Linked DNA regions of Oryctolagus cuniculus: region 2 is linked to region 1. Evidence: chromatin contacts called from public Hi-C data. All regions are on one chromosome and are shown on one strand. Each heading gives the region's core, a stretch centred on a gene start, on an enhancer-like site or on the middle of the called end of the contact. The rest is flanking DNA. Distances are from core to core; before and after follow the strand shown. Region 1 has its middle 44 kb from the start of CDKN3. Region 2 has its middle 330 kb from the start of DDHD1.

Region 1 (4,537 bases), core at 1,087-3,586:
TTTGCTTTCACGCTGCGCCCTCTACCGCAGTCATTGAGAATGACAGCGCGTCCCGCTCCAGCTCCTGGGCCAGACTGCATGCAGCCAAACCGTCATCCATCAGGCCCTCCCCGGGGACAGTCAGACGTGCGTGTGCCCTGCGATCTATAACACAATCTGACCTTTTTTTTATGTAGAGGTAAACACACCACCTGTCACCTCTGAAAACTCAGCCTTGGGGTCGTGCACATCTGGAATCAGCCCCTGAGATGAATGTGGAACAAGAAGGAAGGCTAAGGTAGTCCGCCTCTGACTCTCCCTCACGCAGCAGCAATGTTCGGCTTCCACATGTGGACACCTGAACACTTCCCCTGGGAGGATCACGAGGCTCAGATCGGCTGAAAACCAGCTTCAGGACACCTTGAAATACACTGTGGCTCTGTCTGCATGCCCAGCACGCGATCTTGCACACCTGTGCGCTCCGCGGGCAGAATTAGAAGGGACGCAGAGGCCGCAAGAGGTGACCACGCTGGCGCACGCCACCGCCTCGGGCACAATTTGAAACTCCCCGATTTTCATCTCTAACCCATCACACAATGGCACAGCCTGCTCAGGAAGACCTCTTCCCATTCAATTAAATTTAAATTAAATGGACTTTATTCTGCACCTAAGCACAATTCAGTAGATTCCACACTTGCACACGCTGCGTTGCTCAAACAGAGCCATTTAGACCCGACTCCGCAGTGTGCGCCAGGGTTGAGCAGCACGACGCGATTGTCTCAGAGACATCCTGGCCCTCCTCACTTCACCTTGAAACCCATTCCGGGGACGGAGGCTGCTTTCATCACAGCCTTATCGCCTCCTTCTCGCCTTCCGATCGCGGGTCCTATCTCCTGCCCGCCGAGCTTGGCCGAGGGCATTTCCCTTCGACACCTAACAAACGGCTTTCCATGGGCTGTGTTTTTCTGTTTGTCTCCAACACAAGGCTCAGTGCTCCGCTTTCTGGGAAGTTTCTAGTTGTTCCAGGGGGTGAAGCTTCCCGTTTATGCAGGTGAGTGTCCCGAAGCTCAAGTGAGAGCAGCTGGGTCATAATACTCCTGCCTCCCTGGAGAAAGCGGCTTGCAAAGAAAACCTTATTGTTTGCCTGCATATTTGCTCAGAGTGAAATTGGCAAGAAAATAGAAGTCCCCGCTGTCTTCCTCGTGCCATTTTCATATTCTTGCCTCTACTACGACCCATCAAAGAAGTCATTCGGCTAGCTTTGTCTACTCTACTCTTCACTAACAACTAGTTAAAAGGACTTCACCCTTAACCTCAGTACCTGTAACCAAATGTAAGATAGCAATCAACCTTCCTACCGCCGTGTTTTCCTACTTAATTCTTTCCCTGTGGGCTGACTCTTGGACATGGAATTCAAACACACGAACACATTTCTACACACCTCCCCAAGCCAGCTTTGCTTTATCACCTTCCGCCAAGGCGTGGAACACTGTATCCCATAAACAGGACTGGTAAGGGCAGATCCGAGCCAACCTTTTCTTTGGCTGCCTTTCAAAACGTTGTTTAAAACAAGATATGCTCTTGAACTGGAAAAAGGCATAACACATGATAACCTTCGAAAGCAGCTACTTGCTCTGCCCAACCAACCTCATTGCACAACACCCTGACTTCACATGAAGCGCTGTCTTCAGCTACAGGCCAGAGGAAGGTACGAAGTGACCCAATGGAGGTGAGATGAATTTCAGTGTGACTTGGCCATAGTGAAATGCTGCACCAAATTTGACCACAAAGAAATATCTAACAAGTGTAGGATAATGCAAAATTCTTAACTCTATCACATAATCTAATCCTATCACATAGGATTCTAATTATCATCCCTTAACCTCCCCAGCTGGCTGTCCAACAGTCATGCCTACTCTAGGAATCACTTCCTTGGTGTTAGCCAGGGACCTGTCCCGAGTCACCAACGCTCTCTCAATGCTATTTGGAAGAAGGTAGCCTGTGCAATGGAGTGATCTCCTCAAGGCAGAGCTAACTCAAATGGTTAACCACTGACATCCCACACCAGATCTGTGAAGCTAAACCAACCAAGTAAGATCCCACACTTACACACAACAAGCAAAGGAAATACCCTTTTTCTGTCACCGTCTGTTAAAACAGACACATAAGCAAGCCCAGATTCAGGTCAATGGGCAAAGATACAGCCCAGCCTCAGTGGAGTGGGACCAAGGACACAGCGTGCCCGCGGGGCCAAACAGCACTCGCTTCCTTTGTTTGCCGCTTGCGCCCTCTGTGAGAAGAAAGCATGCAGAGAATTTTTGTGAGCTGAAGTGTTTTAAGCCAGCTGGGCCAGACCCAGTTTCTGCAGAAGTCACCTCCTGAGAGTGTGGTGTCAGCGTTGCCATGGAATCGGGGCGGGATGGATTCTCCTAACTCCTCCCGCAGTACTCCTGCCTCTGCCAGATGTGACGCTAGCGGCCAGCACGTCTCGTCCTCCCGGGAATGAGCCCCAGCACCGTCAGCAAGGCAGTTCTATTTCAACCGTGCACAGATAGCATCACCAGAAGGGGTTCCCTCATGTGCCCACGAAGCCCACAGAGAAACCTCGGCCTGGGGGAACCTCCCTGAGGGAAAGGGACCCTTCCAAGTATGGCTGCTCCGTGCCCTGTTCCCAGGCCCCTGCAGTAGCTCTGCAGGTCCAGCTCTCACCACTGGCTCACCCTGTATCTGCAACAGAATGCCTGACCTGGTGCTGGGTTTCCCCATCTGTAACATCACAGTAATTATTTCAGTAATTAAGCACCTGCCCCGCCCCCCACTGCCTTTTACTTTCATGGTCTTAATCCAATAAATTCAAAATACACAATGGATGTGGCGTTGGTAAATTCTCCCAACGTCTAAGGGAGACACAGTATTTGTGTCCCTTATAACTGGCTGCTCACACAGAAGGGAAGGGATTTCCTCATGACAGGCAGTGAACCCCTGGGCAAAGACTCCCGCTGCCCTCACATCCTCCTCCGTCTGACTTCTACAGTGCTGAGTGCCCAGTGACTGGGACAGGTGGGCACGTCTCCCAGTGCTATTCCTCTCATTATTCATCCTTTCGGGCCTTATCCAATCTAAGGTTTTATCACAAGGAAAGAAATCCCCAAAACACGATTTGTGTACAGACTCAAACCTGAACTTGCAAACTGAAAATCTGTCAAAATGAGGCAAACATTAAACTCAGAATTTCTTTGTTTGTTTGTTTATTTAGTTTGGAAAAAGACCCCCAAATTTGTTCTCCCTTGCACCTTAGGAAATTCAGTACCCAATGCTTCCCTATAAATAGTTGTCAATAAACACAACTACTGCAAATGTATTCAGTAAATGTTGAGGTCAAAGGCCTTTGCTGTTTATTGCCTTGTAAACTCAAAGACAAGTGAATTTATGGCTTGAATGAGTTTCAGGGTATTGGCCTTCATAAAAGTTCGGAATCCCAGGTACAAAATGCTCCATCAGCTCACACCAAAGCCATGCTGGACAGCACTGAGAGAGCCCGCCACTGGATTCATAATTCAAACACGTCACCGAGAGGGTATTGTTCACCGTGTTGCACACATCCCCAGGGGTTACGGCTGAACCGCGCCTGTCATTATTACAAGAACTTGCTTCAGCTGAACTATAAATTGCTGCTGCTTCTTAAACAGTATCGCCTATTAGCCCAGCAATGCACACTCTCCAAAATATCAGAGGAAATGGGTCAAGAAGGGAAAATTCATCATTTTTCTCTAGCCTTTGCCTAAGGAGAACACCTATAATCTCTTCCATAGACAGCGACTGTCCAACCTGAATGGAAAGAACAACTTTCAGATGTGATCACACGGGACTATAAGGACCACTTCACGTAACTACCCTCTCGTAGTATTGAAAACCCAACCTTTCTAATCTTGAGGTGTCATGTTGTGGCTTTACATACCAGTATCCCTAGCAGAGGTAGCAGAAGAGATCCTAATCCTTAAATATTATTATCTTCAGAAATTCCTATAAAAATTTATAAGAGAAATTTGAACTTACAATTTAAAAATTGTTATATAATCATTTGCACATTTGATTGGTCCATGTTAATATTTTCTTTAGCATGTAGATATTTCTTTTTTTCTTAAAGATTTATTTATTTATTTGAAAGTCAAAGTTACACAGAGAGAAGTAGAGACAGAGAGAGAGAGGTCTTCCATCCAATGGTTCACTCCACAATTGCCCACAATGGCCGGAGCTGCGCCAATCCAAAGCCAGGAGCCAGGAGCTTCTTCCAGGTCTCTCACATGGATGCAGGGGCCCAAGGACTTGGGCCATCTTCTGCTGCTTTCCCAGGCCATAGCAGAGAGCTGAATCGGAAGTGGAGCAGCTGGGTCTTGAACCGGTGCCCATATTGGATGCTGGCGCTTTATGCCAGGGTATTAACCCGCTGTGCCACAATGGCTGCCCCAGCATGTAGATATTTCAAAGTTGAATTTATTCCCATAACTAAAGCCCAGCTCTGGGCTGCTAGACTATTGGGCCTTGCCATCTTGAGATT
Region 2 (4,781 bases), core at 1,660-4,159, 820 kb before region 1:
ACTGGTTTGTGTGATTGCTTTTCTCTCTAGAATATGGGTTGGTTTACACCATCACTATTTTCCCAAGGCCTTGTGATAGAGTGTAATATTCCATGAGAAATGGTGTTGGGTGTTTAATTAAGAGTCTCTCCATGGTCAGCACCTGGCATCTTATGGCCCAGTCGTATGATGATCCTGTGTGGATGACAAGACCCAAAGGAACTGTATTTGTCCTCCTTTCTTGCCTTCTGGTATGGATGTCAGGCTTATACCATTTTGAGATACATTTATTACAGAAAGGAAAATCGAGTTATGGGCTTCCTGTTGTGAGTAGAACTGTATTCTCAAGTAGACAGCTAGGATATGTGAGCCCAGAAGCACTTGGGGTTTGGCAAGGTTTGTCATATTTTTGAAATATTTGGGGTTCAGCAGAGCCCAAAATATATTTTGCTCAAAGCACTATTTCCTTTTCATTTTATAAAACCATGTATATTCTAGGGAAATTTAATCTGTGTATTTTGGAATCATTTAACCCTCATTCATCAAAATATTGCATGGTAAATACTAGATCTGGGTTCAAGAAATCTCTAGAGCTCTTTGATAAGTGGTTGTTTTCTTTGAGTCTAAAAGTAACAAATTGCTTTGAATGAACCCAGAGCAATATGGAGCTTACTTCTCAGATTATCTCCCAGGCAGAGAGGGCAGGCTTTGTACAAAGCCAGGATGGGGTCAAGGCTTCCTGGGGGCTATGGATGTTTAAGGGCTTTTTCTATGAGGCCTCCTAGCACGTTTGGCTCAACCAGGGTTGGTTCTCTTCTGATACAACACAACCTAAACTTATTCCCAACCCATACTTTCTGAACCTCACAAGTCTTTGCTTAAAACTATATTTTTCTCATCATGGGGGCTAATATATTAATTTTTATGTTAATGTCTTACATTGAAATATGATGTATGTTTTCGTTTCTTCTATCTGCTGATTCAATCTTCCATCTACTGGTTCATTCCCTAGGCCAGGCGAAACCCAGGAGGGTGTGGCAGGGACACAAGTAGTTGGGCCATCTTCTGCTGCTTTTCCCAGGCCATCGGCAGGGAGCTGGATCGTAAGAGGAGCAGCTGGGACATGAACTGCTGCCCATCGGGAATGCTAGTGTTTCGGGCAGCAGCCTTACTTGCCATTCCATAATGCTGTGCCCAACTTTTGAGTTTTTTTACGTCCTCCTAAGTTTTTTGCTTTGGGAATCACTGGACTCATTCCTGAGCTTCCCTGTCTTCTTGGGTTGAATCATACCAGTGGCCATTGTGGCCTGGTGGGGCATGGTGGCTGAGAAATTTTACTGCAGCCCATCCCCGACTTGTGGCTCAGTTGGATTTTTCTCTTCCTGGGGATCAGATGGGTGGTCTGGGCCCAGAGTGTTCATGCGGGTGCCTTTCTCTCATGTATCTGAGTTTGTGCAGAAGCCATGGGGTTTGTAAGCAGGTGCTATATAAGAATGGAATAAAGACACTTGTTTAGGACATAGATTTTCCCCATCAAAATGGTGATTTCATTTCAATCTCATACAGATTAGAAAGCTACCATTCATCCCAGTGATACCTAACAGGAAATTCTGAACCAAAGGATGAGGTCAGGGAAGAAATTTATTTGAAGTCACACAGAATCTCAAGACTGGCTTTAAATTCAAGGTCTTTAAACTCACAGCTAATGGCTTAGGATGACTATTGCCGGCAATGACTGCAGAGTGACGGATTCTATGCTCAGTGTCTTCTTAGGTGTGCTGTGTCATCTCATCTTGCAACAGTCTCAGGCTGGAACTATTATCCTTATATCGCAAAATAGAAAACTGGCACTTAGAGAAATTAAACAACTTTCCCAAGACTACCCAGTGGTAATGGTGGAATCTAGATCTTTCAGACTCGAAAGTCTGGTTCTTATTAATTGTTCTGCCCACCTCGCCTTCTACAGTCCACTCACTGGAAAAATAAATCAGTTTCCTTTCTTTCATAGAGCATGCTGATAACAGTGTCTTCCACATTAAGAGACTGACTGAAAAAAAAATACTTTAGTTCTTCCACTGAAGTTACAGTTTCCCTGCTTTGTGTTTTTTTTTTTTTTTTTCAGATTACAATGAAAAAGCCCTCAGTGTCTAAATTAAAGCAAAGTCAAGTTCTTTTCCTTTCCCATGTCACAGTCTTCACAACACATTTTCTCTAGAGTTCGGAAGCCAAGGTTCATCAGACCAGCTGCCTCTGATCTGGTTTCTGCAAGTGTAGATGGAGTAAGACAGAGAGCAATTTGCTGTAAAAGTTTTTGGGATGAGCTGAGGGATAGGAAGCGCTGAAGAATTCACACTCATCTGGCAACAACAGGGAGGCCTGTCTGTTAGCCTGAAAACCCCGGGCCTAGACCTACAAAGCATTCTTTGCTGGCTCCCCTCTGAACGCTATATGGACCCTGGGAGGATTTCCTAACGGATGTGGCCCAGTCATTCTCCTCTGGGAAGGCTTTCCCTCTGACCTCCAAAGCCCCACTGAGGGCTTGCCCTCAGGTGGTTGTCCAACCATGGTTCAAGTGCATAGTCGTGGCCTATTTCTTGGTCATCTGGTTCAGAGAATATGGTGCCTTGGGAACAGCCTCATGTGGACACCTTGACCTTGTGAAGTTAAGAGAAGGAGGCATCTGATCGGGGGAGTTTTTTAGCTAACAAGGCTGTTTCATGGGCTTGGGATCGAGAACCCAGCAGCCTGCATCCAAGGGTAGTTATATAAGAGAACCTCCAAGAGGGGACAGGACGTGGTTTGCTACAAATAAATAATGCAGAAAGGCTACACTCACTCGTGCCACAGCTGGGAAGCAACTATGAGCAATGAATTTCTCATGCTAACAAATCGAAGCTCTTTGCAAAACAGATGCTGAGCCCTGGGACTGGCACCGGATCTCCCCTGGCAGGAACTGCAAAGGTTCAGAGATGGAAGGGCATCTAGAGACCATTTGTTCATAAACACAGCTGAAGGCTAGTAACCTGCTTTCAGGCTGTGCCTGGGCTGCACAGACAGATCCCTGCCATGCAGTGTTGCCATGAGGAAGAAGGCAGACATGCGAGACTTCTACAGCCCACGCTCTAGAGAAATAATTAAACAGTTTTTCTTAACCTCTTGAACTTTTCATTTATTATTGCCATCCATTATGTCTGCCTTCTCAAATCACAGAATCCCGAAACTGAGCTCTGGGGTCAAGGGTTTATTGTTTAATGGAGATAGAACATTTTGTAAATTGCACAAAGTCACAATGTTTATAATAGAAGCTTCTGGTGTACTGAATCTTTTCCATTTAACAAACAGTGAGCTTTGACATGTGTTCTTCCTACATAGCAAGAAATCTGGGGTAAGTGCAGTACTGGCATGAATGCGTTACCAAATCCTTCCTGTAAACCAAGTGACATCTGCAGTCAAATAAAAACATTCCTTCCACCAAATACCAGGAAATGCTAAAAGTATCACTATTCTTCTAAGGTCATGCTAAAATGAAGTTCTGGCTTTGAGAACACAGAGTAAAGGCGAAGAAGGCCAACATTTTTGTCCAATACACATTTGCTGCTACAAGTCCTTGGGGATAACCTCCTGTTTCAAATATGAACATGTGTATAGAGAATTTTTCCTAGGATTTAACCTTCAAATGAGAAGTGTAAATATTTTAAGAAAATGTACTAATGTTAAAAAATATCCATGTTGTCTTTGTTTTTACTAGAATTTGTACTTTCAAGTCAGAAAAGGATTTGCTTGAAACAAAGCAAACATTCTCAAAAAATGTACCCAGCCAAAATAACCAATGTATAAATACCTAGGATTAACAAAATACGAAATATTCCTTAGTACAGAAACTTAACCAAGAATTGGTAAGACCTTGAGAAATTACAGGAAAGGATGTCTTAAAATTGTAAAGGTCTAATCAATATTTTTAAAGGAAGCAAATATTTGTGTAATACATTACACACTCCCTTGTATTTGTGTCTACGTGTAGGGGTAGGTAGAGGACTTTATTACGTAAATGCTGCATAAAATCTTTTATAATGTAAGTGTAGTTGATAAAAAATGTAAGAAGTGGCTTGTCATGTGTGATGAACATAATTATTTTCTTAAGGATTAATAATTGGTTCATAGCACAAGACTTACTTTTGGTTCTTTTTATGAGATAAAAAACATGCACAATCCTTACATTTTATATTTGTAATGATTCAGGCAGAGTTTGTTGCACAGTTCTCCCCTCCTAAGCTGTCCTATGCAATGGTCACTCATTTTTTTTCCCCTTACTGTCTAAGTCTGAAAGAATGCTGTAGCATTTATGTTGGTTTCAATGGACTTGGTTGCTAACTATGGGCCGGGCAAGGTCATTCATTATTGGCCAGCAGATGTCACTGTGGGTTTGGGTGGTAACCCAACTGATCACAGAAAAGAATGACAGAAAAGGATGACAGGGAATAGTAAGAGGGGAGAAGGGGAACTATACAGAAAGAAAAGAAAAAGTTAATTAAATATCCTTTTGTGTTTCTATAGATCCTATCTTTAGGATCATAGAATTCTTTGTACCATCTTCCTAGTTTCTGTTGGTCTAGAAATGAAGTCACTTGCATGAGATCTGTTGATTCGGAGTTAGTCACTGAAGACAACTTTGGTACATACAATAGAAATGGGGATGAGCAAAATTGAGAAGTAGGTTCCCAAGGCCTGTTCCTAATCACTCAGTGTGTCCTGGCTATCTATCTTTCTAAATCAGAGGCACCTTTTCTTAGCCTCAGAAATGT

Evidence for each region. A called contact is a pair of places that touch in the nucleus more often than the background predicts.
Region 2: a contact with region 1 is called in a Hi-C map of an unstated tissue, with 7 times the contacts expected there. The contact joins two enhancer-like sites. A contact is called at or near these places in 5 of 6 Hi-C or Micro-C datasets (ear pinna, embryonic fibroblasts, liver and 2 more).

Annotation. Positions count from the first base shown.
Region 1 is chr12:22,104,055-22,108,591 of mOryCun1.1, reverse strand. No RefSeq gene overlaps it. Among named protein-coding and RNA genes, the nearest start is that of CDKN3, 44 kb to the right of the region's middle. Within about 2 kb of position 2,336, at least 1 of the 8 cell types and tissues checked has an H3K27ac peak or open chromatin away from gene starts, as enhancers often do.
Region 2 is chr12:22,927,734-22,932,514 of mOryCun1.1, reverse strand. No RefSeq gene overlaps it. Among named protein-coding and RNA genes, the nearest start is that of DDHD1, 330 kb to the left of the region's middle. Within about 2 kb of position 2,909, at least 1 of the 8 cell types and tissues checked has an H3K27ac peak or open chromatin away from gene starts, as enhancers often do.